Regions from separate parts of the Mus musculus genome. Here region 2 is linked to region 1. Evidence: chromatin contacts called from public ChIA-PET data. All regions are on one chromosome and are shown on one strand. Each heading gives the region's core, a stretch centred on a gene start, on an enhancer-like site or on the middle of the called end of the contact. The rest is flanking DNA. Distances are from core to core; before and after follow the strand shown.

Evidence for each region. ChIA-PET counts read pairs in DNA pulled down with a chosen protein or histone mark.
Region 2: an RNA polymerase II ChIA-PET map of memory CD8 T cells shows a contact between it and region 1, with 13 read pairs. The contact joins two enhancer-like sites. A contact is called at or near these places in 1 of 115 datasets of contacts at active chromatin or transcription factors (memory CD8 T cells) and 1 of 9 other capture datasets (adipose tissue).

Annotation. Positions count from the first base shown.
Region 1 is chr5:107,543,761-107,547,942 of GRCm38.p6, reverse strand. It overlaps 1700028K03Rik (RIKEN cDNA 1700028K03 gene), which reads right to left. Exons shown (of 6, transcript NM_182745.3): 3 at 3,930-4,023; 4 at 2,087-2,255; 5 at 1,664-1,742. Among named protein-coding and RNA genes, the nearest start is that of 1700028K03Rik, 11 kb to the right of the region's middle. Within about 2 kb of position 1,807, at least 25 of the 459 cell types and tissues checked have an H3K27ac peak or open chromatin away from gene starts, as enhancers often do. A contact at or near this core is called in memory CD8 T cells, where this site is marked.
Region 2 is chr5:107,924,838-107,929,019 of GRCm38.p6, reverse strand. The region is part of intron 1 of Dipk1a (divergent protein kinase domain 1A); the gene reads left to right. Among named protein-coding and RNA genes, the nearest start is that of Gm26387, 20 kb to the right of the region's middle. Within about 2 kb of position 2,284, at least 78 of the 459 cell types and tissues checked have an H3K27ac peak or open chromatin away from gene starts, as enhancers often do. A contact at or near this core is called in memory CD8 T cells, where this site is marked.

The sequences.
Region 1 (4,182 bases), core at 558-3,057:
ATTTTAGGCCACCCAGGGCTGCAGAATGAAATTCTGCCTCAAATGATAATTCAGCAAACATCTCTCGACATGGATGTGCCAAAACATTGTGTATGAATTAGAGTGATAGAGTAACTGAACTGTGTCTTCAAGGAATTTCAGACTGTAACTCCCTAAAATGCAGTATGAGAAATGCTCTAGGATTTCCAAGTGCAAAACTTAGGAAGGGAAGTTGACGTGTCTATGAACACTGTCAAGGAGAAGCCACCTGAGAAGAGACTGAACTGGTGGGGAACAGTTCACAAGGTTACCAGGAATAAACTGCGAAGATGTCAGGCTCAGGAAAGAAATGAGTAGAAGGTGGATAGCTTGACAATCCTCAAGAGGGTACACAACTTGAAGACATATTTAAAAACAAAAGCCCTTAGTAACAATAACAGTATCTTAAAAAGTCATAAAGAGTCTACCTTAAAATACCTATATTGCACTTAAGTCGGTATATAAATCTATAATTTTAATGAAGTTTTCCCACCGGGGCTGACAGTCATTGAAGAGCCATAGGCCATCTAACACAACCCAACACTAGACATGAGAAGCCCTCCTTTGCATTGGTTGTCAGAGTTGTCCAAGAGACTCCCAAAACATTAGAAGCTATTGCTATTGCTCTTGGTTGCCCACGGGTGGAAGGTAAGTCCTTATTTCTGAAGACTACCTTTATGACCCTAGAAGGGGCGGTGCAAGCTTCCAAATGAGGGAAGGAACCAACAATCCTACCCAGTATGTCTATGAACCACAACAGTGACTAGCATGACATGATAACCCTAAGGGTACAGCAGTGGCATGCATATCTTAGCAGGAACGAACAGGTCTCTAATTAGATTTAAGACCTGCTAAACAAGAGGGAAATCATGCCTGTACTGGGAACCCTGAAAACTACCCAGGACTAGTGATGTCATGGATCTTGGAGGGAAACATACAACCACCACTTTACTAAACCAGCAGTATACCTAACTACACTTTAAATATTTGTCATATCCACAGGTAAGTATAGTCCTCACCCCTCATCAAGGAAACTTGTCTCTGCAAAATAGAAAAGAACATTACAGAAAACCACAACCAATCAAAATGCAGGGTTGTGGGTCCTACTAGTTTTAACTGATACAACTACAACACAACTCCTACACCTAAGGCTCAGTGATCATTGCAAAAGAGGTCAGAAAGATTTTGATTCAAGAATAGGGCATTGGCTGTGAGATTGTGTCTCCTAGAAATGTCAGAAGCTATACATATGAAGTCTCAACATAGATGGCTAAACATGACTCAAAAAGTCACCAGCAATAGGAATGATAACATGTAAGTAAAAAGCCCCAGGTCTGACAAGAACTACAGGAAACCCAGGAATGCTGAGATCAGGGGAAGAGGTCTTCCCCAGGGAAAACTCCCAAATTGGTAATTCACTTCTAAGTGGTCAGCCTGGGACTGAACAGGTTATAGTATGCATTTAGGAACACACACGTAACAAAAAGAGGCCACATCTAAAAGAGCATGGGGGGGGGGCATTAAGAAGCAAATGGAGGGGGGAAATTCTCTATTATCTCAAAACTTTATTTAAAATCAAAACCTTAAAATCTCTGGCCAAGATGTACATATTTGTGTATGAGTATCCTTTGTCCAGGTGGCTTACCTTGGCTATAGTGCACATAAGGTCAAGAGCGTTTACTGTGTTGTGTACAGGAAGTATTCGTAAGTTACTGCCCAAGAACCTGAAAAGAAAGTGGTTACGTAACTGACTGACTGCTGTTTGCTGTCACAGGCAGCACGAGGAGGGGACAGAGCTCTGCTGTACACATGTTCATTCAGTCACATCCTGCTTTGTGCCTTAGAAGATTTGAGGTGGCTATGTAACCAGGTTTTAGAGCTCACTTTGTTTTGCTTATGTAAAATAGGCAGGCCCCATGTCAACACCAACTCTGGTCACCCTGACTTAAGGAACACCTGTCTGCCCTGTTGGGTTACATATAACAGGTTATAAAGTTTGACTGCCTAAAAGCATTAAGAACTGAAGTAAACAAAACTAAGAAAGACTGGCTGTGCTTTGCTTCCATACCTCTGATGTATCCTGAACATGAGACTCCATTCTTCAGGCCCATGGAGTGGAGCAAATAGAACCAAGAAACTATTTTGGTGAATGTTAATAAACTTCTCAATTTTGGTTACAAATATTTCCTCAGCCGATGTCATACACTCCTTAGCATCCATCAACAAGAATGCAACTCCTAGAAAGGGTGAATATGATGAAGTTACACAGAGCCTCAAGCTCAATAATATCAGGGACCTCAAACAATTTGTATATAACAAAATGGTTTGGATATTTCTTTGACATGCTCTAGAAAACAGAATGACCTGTTCTAAATATTTAAAGGAAAAACATTGGCCAGTAATTTTTTTCTGCCATAAGTCTATTTTAAAAGTTAACCTTTCAAGCCAGGTGTGGTGATACACATCTATAATCTCAGCATATGGAAGCTTGGACAGGAGAACTGTGGTGAGTCCAAGGCCATTCCAGGCTATAGAAACAACCATCCAGGACTACAGAATGAAAACTTTAAAAAGTTTTCATACTAGAATATTTTTTGAAAATATTTTCTGGCTTATTAGAAAAGCTATCCCAAAGGATATAAGTAAACAGCTAAAGGAAGATAGGAGGCACAGGGACAGGTATCCAGGAGGTGCCATGTCCTTCCACAACCACTACCTTACAAGCAAGTGTTCAGCGACTCAGAAGGTTCTGTAATGACTGTCAAAGTGAGAATCAATAAGAGAAAGGGAGTTTAAAGCAAATCTTCAATTATTTCTTATTGAAGAAACCTTCCTCCCTCAGGAGGAGCCGTAACTAACTGAATGTATTCAAACAAGCATATACCTGGTGTCTGAAATGGGACCAACTATCAGAATTGTCTTAAAGGACACTTGAGCTTAGTAATAGCTGTTCAGAAAGTAAAAAGACACGATCAATAGAAAGCTGTGTGTGATTACACAGTGACTGAATGCATTTATACATTTTATATAACCTCTCTGAACATCATTGTCCTCCTCAAGAACATGGAAAGAGTACCTCTTTGTAAACATACAGATGATAACCAAACATACAAGTCACCAAAAATGCTCTTTTTTTTCTGGAGTATTTTCTATTCAACTAGGAGGAATGCTTTGGAGTCTGGATAATTTTCAGCATGCCTTTTTAGATGATTCAGAAATCACCTGCCTTCTAAAATCTCTGCTAGAATGGTAAACCTAACAGAACTATTTGAGATTCTGCGATGGTCTCCCTGTGGCGCAGGCTCGGCATTAGGGTCGCTAGCTTGTGAGTGAGAGGGCACAGACTGATGCCTGCCTTCCTTCATCACTTCTGTCACACCTGTTACTCCCCATGCACAGATGGAGGCTGTCCCTCCATATCACCAGACTTTTTTAGCCTAACTTAACTCCTGAACTTTGTTCATGTCTCATACATAATTTTGTAATTCTAGGAACATTTATTTGTCCCTATAAAGTTCTTCAATATTTATTTTTTCAGTAAATCAAAGTAATAGGAGTATATCATATATTGGTTTGGGTATGTAAATTATGGCCAGAGTAGTACTGTTGGCCTCTGTTAACAACTTATATTTATTGCTAAGCAAGTGGACGTTTCTATTTTTACCTTGGTTCCAAAGCAAGTGCTTTCCCCATCTTCTACCAGACACCATTTAACTGAAGGAACAAATCTATCCCACAGTTGGCACTACATCTGCAGCAAGCACAAAGTGCAACCATTTACTCTTTCAAAAGATAACACACTAAGAGATTATGTCACTACTGAACTGCAAAAATTAGCATGTGCATCCACATATTTTACCAAACAAACAAACAAAAACCCTGAGTAAAGACAATTAACAAATATACTGTACCAGACAGAGAAAATACAATCGATCCACTTTCCAGTGTATCAGAATACCGAACCTTGTGGCTTCGATTTTCTAGGGCAGTTGCAATTTCGTAACTCTTAAAAAGAATTTTCAGAAACACGAACATAAGACATGCTTGAAATGATTTTTGTTACAGCTAGTAAAAAATTAAAAGTGTTTAATGGTTTGTTTTATCACTGTTCCACTTAGAGATTGGTCACCACAGAAACCAATCTACTCTCTGGGGCAAAAGACT
Region 2 (4,182 bases), core at 1,035-3,534, 380 kb before region 1:
TTATTAAGTCATATCAAGAAGTTGAGAACAAAAATAGTTATAAAAGGGCTGGGAGCGATGTCTGAGCAGTTAAGAATGCTGATTACTGGGCTGGTGAGGTGGCTCAGTGGGTCCGGAGTTCAAAACCCAGCAACCACATGGAGGCTCACAACCATCCTTAACGAGATCTGACTCCGTCTTCTGGATAAATAAATAATTCTAAAAAAAAAAAAAAAAAAAAAAAAAAAAAGAATTCTGACTACTCTTCCAGAGACCCTGAGTTCAGTTCCCAGCAACCACATGGTGGTTCACAACCATCTATAATGGGATCTGATGCCTTCTTCAGATTTGTCTGAAGATAGCTCCAGTGTACTCATACATAAAATAAATAAGTAAATATTTTTTTTTTTAAAAATCAGCCAGGCGTGGTGGTGCATGCCTTTAATCCCAGCACTCGGGAGGCAGAGGCAGGTGGATTTCTGAGTTTGATGCCAGCCTGGTCTACAGAGTGAGTTCCAGGACAGCCAGGGCTATACAGAGAAACCCTGTCTCAAAAAACAAAAACAAAAGAAACAAAAAAACAAAAACAAAAAAAATGGATATAAGAAATTTATCATCACCAGTTCAGCCTCAGAGAGAGTCACGTGAGCTAGTGCTGCCATTGTTCTTGTCCCTGAACGTAAAAGCTCCTCGCGTAACTAATAACAGAGTTCCTTTCTGAACTTCAAATTGTTCCCCAAGATGTTCTACATCAAAGCCAGTAGTAAAAGCATCTCAGCCCAGCTTCACTAACATTCTTTTTCCAAAAGTTTTTTAAGGCTGGTGGTCATTGCTCACAATAGGTCTCTAAGTTCTTCTCTAGTGCAATGATAATAATCTGCTCCAGCAGCAATGCCTGAGAGAGATCAAGGATTAGTACTGTGAGTGCCAGAGATACTGCCCAGTGAGGGGCTGGAAGCCCCCTAGAGTTTTCACATAATTCTTAGATTAAGAGGGATGTGAGGGCAGCAAGCAGAGCAGAACTGCACAACAACATGATGTCCTCAGAACCATGCCTCAACTGAGAGACACCGTCCTGGCTGTGCTAACCGGTGAGCCAAATTCTTTCCATGAGTTCTAAAACCATTTATTATTCCTCCTGCGTGATCCTCAGCACTTCAAATTATCAATTGTCTCCCAAGTATTAGTGGTACTTTGTGAGGCTTAGGGATTAGTTCCGGGGACACGTGCTTGCACAGAACCTTGGGTCTGGTCCCCAGCACTCAAAAAATTAGAATGGAGGAAGGACCTGATGGAAGGAAGGAGGGAGGGAGGGAGGGAGGGAGGGAGGGAGGGAGGGAGGGAGGGAGGGAGGGAGGGAGGGAGAAGAGAGGAGAGAGATGGGAGAGACAGAGAGGAGAGAGGAGAGAGGCGTGTGGATGTGATGACTTAGCACCGTCAAACTGGGGACCTGAATTCAACCTCTGGTGCCACATGTTGGTTGTACAGAATTAATTCCCACAAATTGTCCACCACACTTGTCCTGTGGCACTTGAATACACACCTCTCCACACACACATACACACACAGAAAAAAAAAACTTTTGACTTGTGTCACCAATACCATTTTCCCTTTGTTTCATTCTGTTTTGTTTTGAGATGGTCTCACTTTGTAGCCCTGACTGGTCTAGAGCTCAAGAAGGTCAGCCTCTGTGCCCCAAGTGCTGACTTCCAAACTTTCAAACTTCATTTTCTTAGTTTTTCTTGAAATTAAAATGATACCATTTTCTTCTTCCCTTTCCTTTCTCCAGACCACACTCACACACCTCGAATTCATGGCTTCTTTTTCTTAAATTGTACATACATATATAATATATTCCTAAATATACAACTACAACCTACCTGCTCAGTCCGTATAAGGTTCATTTATGTAACTGATTTCAGGGTTGACTGTGTGGTGTTGGGTAACCCTTTGATGTGACTCTGAGAAGGCTGTCTACCCTGCTCATCGTTGCTTAGTTGCCTATAGTTCTACCTCCGGGTTGGGGCACTGATAGCTTCCCACTCTGTGTTAGCATACATTTTGGTTTCCTTGTTGTTCGTTGGTTTTGTCTTGTGTTTCATAAATATTTTCCAATCTTAAGTTTCTCCTTGTCTAGACTTAACCCTTGTGACTTAATTGTTGAAGAAATGGTCTCTTTGTATTGCATGTTTCCCACAGTCTGGAGTTTGCCACAAACTGTCCTTTGCTTCAAGGTTGCCAGTGCTACCGGCTGTCTCCACCATTTCCTGTGAACGGGTGGTTGCAGCTAGAGGTTTGATCCGATCCAGAGCTTCCTTCCTTTTCGGCTGTAGCCAATGGCAGCATTGTTGATCTCTTCTTGCACGGGGACTTTGTGTGTGTGTGTGTCTGCTTGGTGCACAGCATGCTTTGCAGGCTTTAATCTTAGTGGAGGCTCAGAATGCTAGCACGTGTCAGTTTATAGCTGATGATCACACTTCTTAGGTCCAGTAATCTCAAATGATTTTTAGACAGGCCTCTTGGGTCCATTGTGTTGCATGTGATTTAATTTTGTGGTGTGTGTGTGTGTGTGTGTGTGTGTGTGTGTGTGTGTGTGAATTCACTTAGTGCTATATAAAAATGTTTTGCATTAAAAGTGCTTTTACAATTAGTAATAAAACTCAAAGGACTCAGCCGGGCATGGTGGTGCCCGCCTTTCATCCCAGCACTTGGGAGGCAGAGACAGGCGGATTTCTGAGTTCAAGGCCAGCCTGGTCTACAGAGTAAGTTCCAAGACAGCCAGGGCTATACAGAGAAATCCTGTCTCGAAAAAACAAAACAAAACAAAAAACAAAAAACAAAAACAAACAAACAAACAAACAAACAAACAAACCCCTCAAAGGCCTGAATTATTTGTACTGGGATTCACCATCTGTGAAACCCCTTGAGGACAGATGTCTGAACTGCAGATAGAACCATTTCCCTTTGTGCTTGCTGAGTTGGGTGTGTTTTCCCTTTGAGCTTGCTGTCTCCTGCTCGTGCACCATGGCTCTTTAGTCTCTTTCTGCTTTCTCTGCAAGCTCATCCTGCTCACAGTATTCTACTGTTTCCAAGTGTGAGAAACTGGCTTGGGAATATAAAAGCAAAACTAGCTTTTCATTGTGTGTGTGCATCCTTAATTTATTCTGCTCAGTTCTATCTGTAGACCTCAGTTCTACTGTTTATTAAATCGAACCACTGGAACTCTAGATCCAAAAAGTAACTATCAGGCTGTGTTGACCAACCGCCACGTTTGAATATTGAATGGCTTGATCTATGGCTGATGTAGAAAGGCATCAACAGCTGAGATCAGATATCAGAGCAGCGCACACAAAACATTGCAAAGGGGAGCCTGTTGTGTAGCTTTGCCCATTGGCGTGCAAGGAATAATTTTTGCTTTTCTTTCTTTTTGTTTTTCTTTTTGTTGTTGTTTTGCTTTGCTTTTCTTCTTTGAGACAGGATCTTATATAGCCTTGTCTGGCAACTCAGTATAACTAACAATGACCTTGAACCTCTGATTCTCCTACCTCTACCTCCCAAGTGCTGGAATACAGGTTTCTACCAACATACCTGGATAAATCTTATTTTTACAGACTTGTGTACACACACACACACATACACACACACACACACCAGATCAGGCAGGGTTTTCCTATGTAGTACTGGCTATTTGGGACTCAGGGTTAGTGTTAAGAACTTGCTCTGAGCCGGGCATGGTGGCACATGCCTTTAATCCCAACACTTGGGAGGCAGAGACAGGCGAATTTCTGAGTTTGAGGCAGGCCTGGTCTACAGAGTGAGTTCCAGGACAGGCAGGGCTACACAGAGAAACCCTGTCTCGGGAAAAAAAAAAAAAAAGAACTTGCTCTGTAGACCAGGCTGGCCTTGAACTCACAGAGATCCACCTGTCTCTGCCTCCCAAGTGCTGGGGTTAAAGGAGTGTGCCAGCACTGCCTGGCTAAAATATTAAGTATTACTATGATTATTCATAAAGACCTTTAAAATTCTCACTTGAAACAGTGTTTTGTCTGCTCGCCTGGTCTAGAAGTGGTGTTGTGCTTTATTGAGTAAGTGGCCTGAATGGCATTGGAGATGCCGAACGTACATCCTGAAAGGGTATTTGTTTCCCTTACTTTCCTAAGACCCATGTTGTCTGGGCTTCTTGACAATGCACTTTGTTCTAGA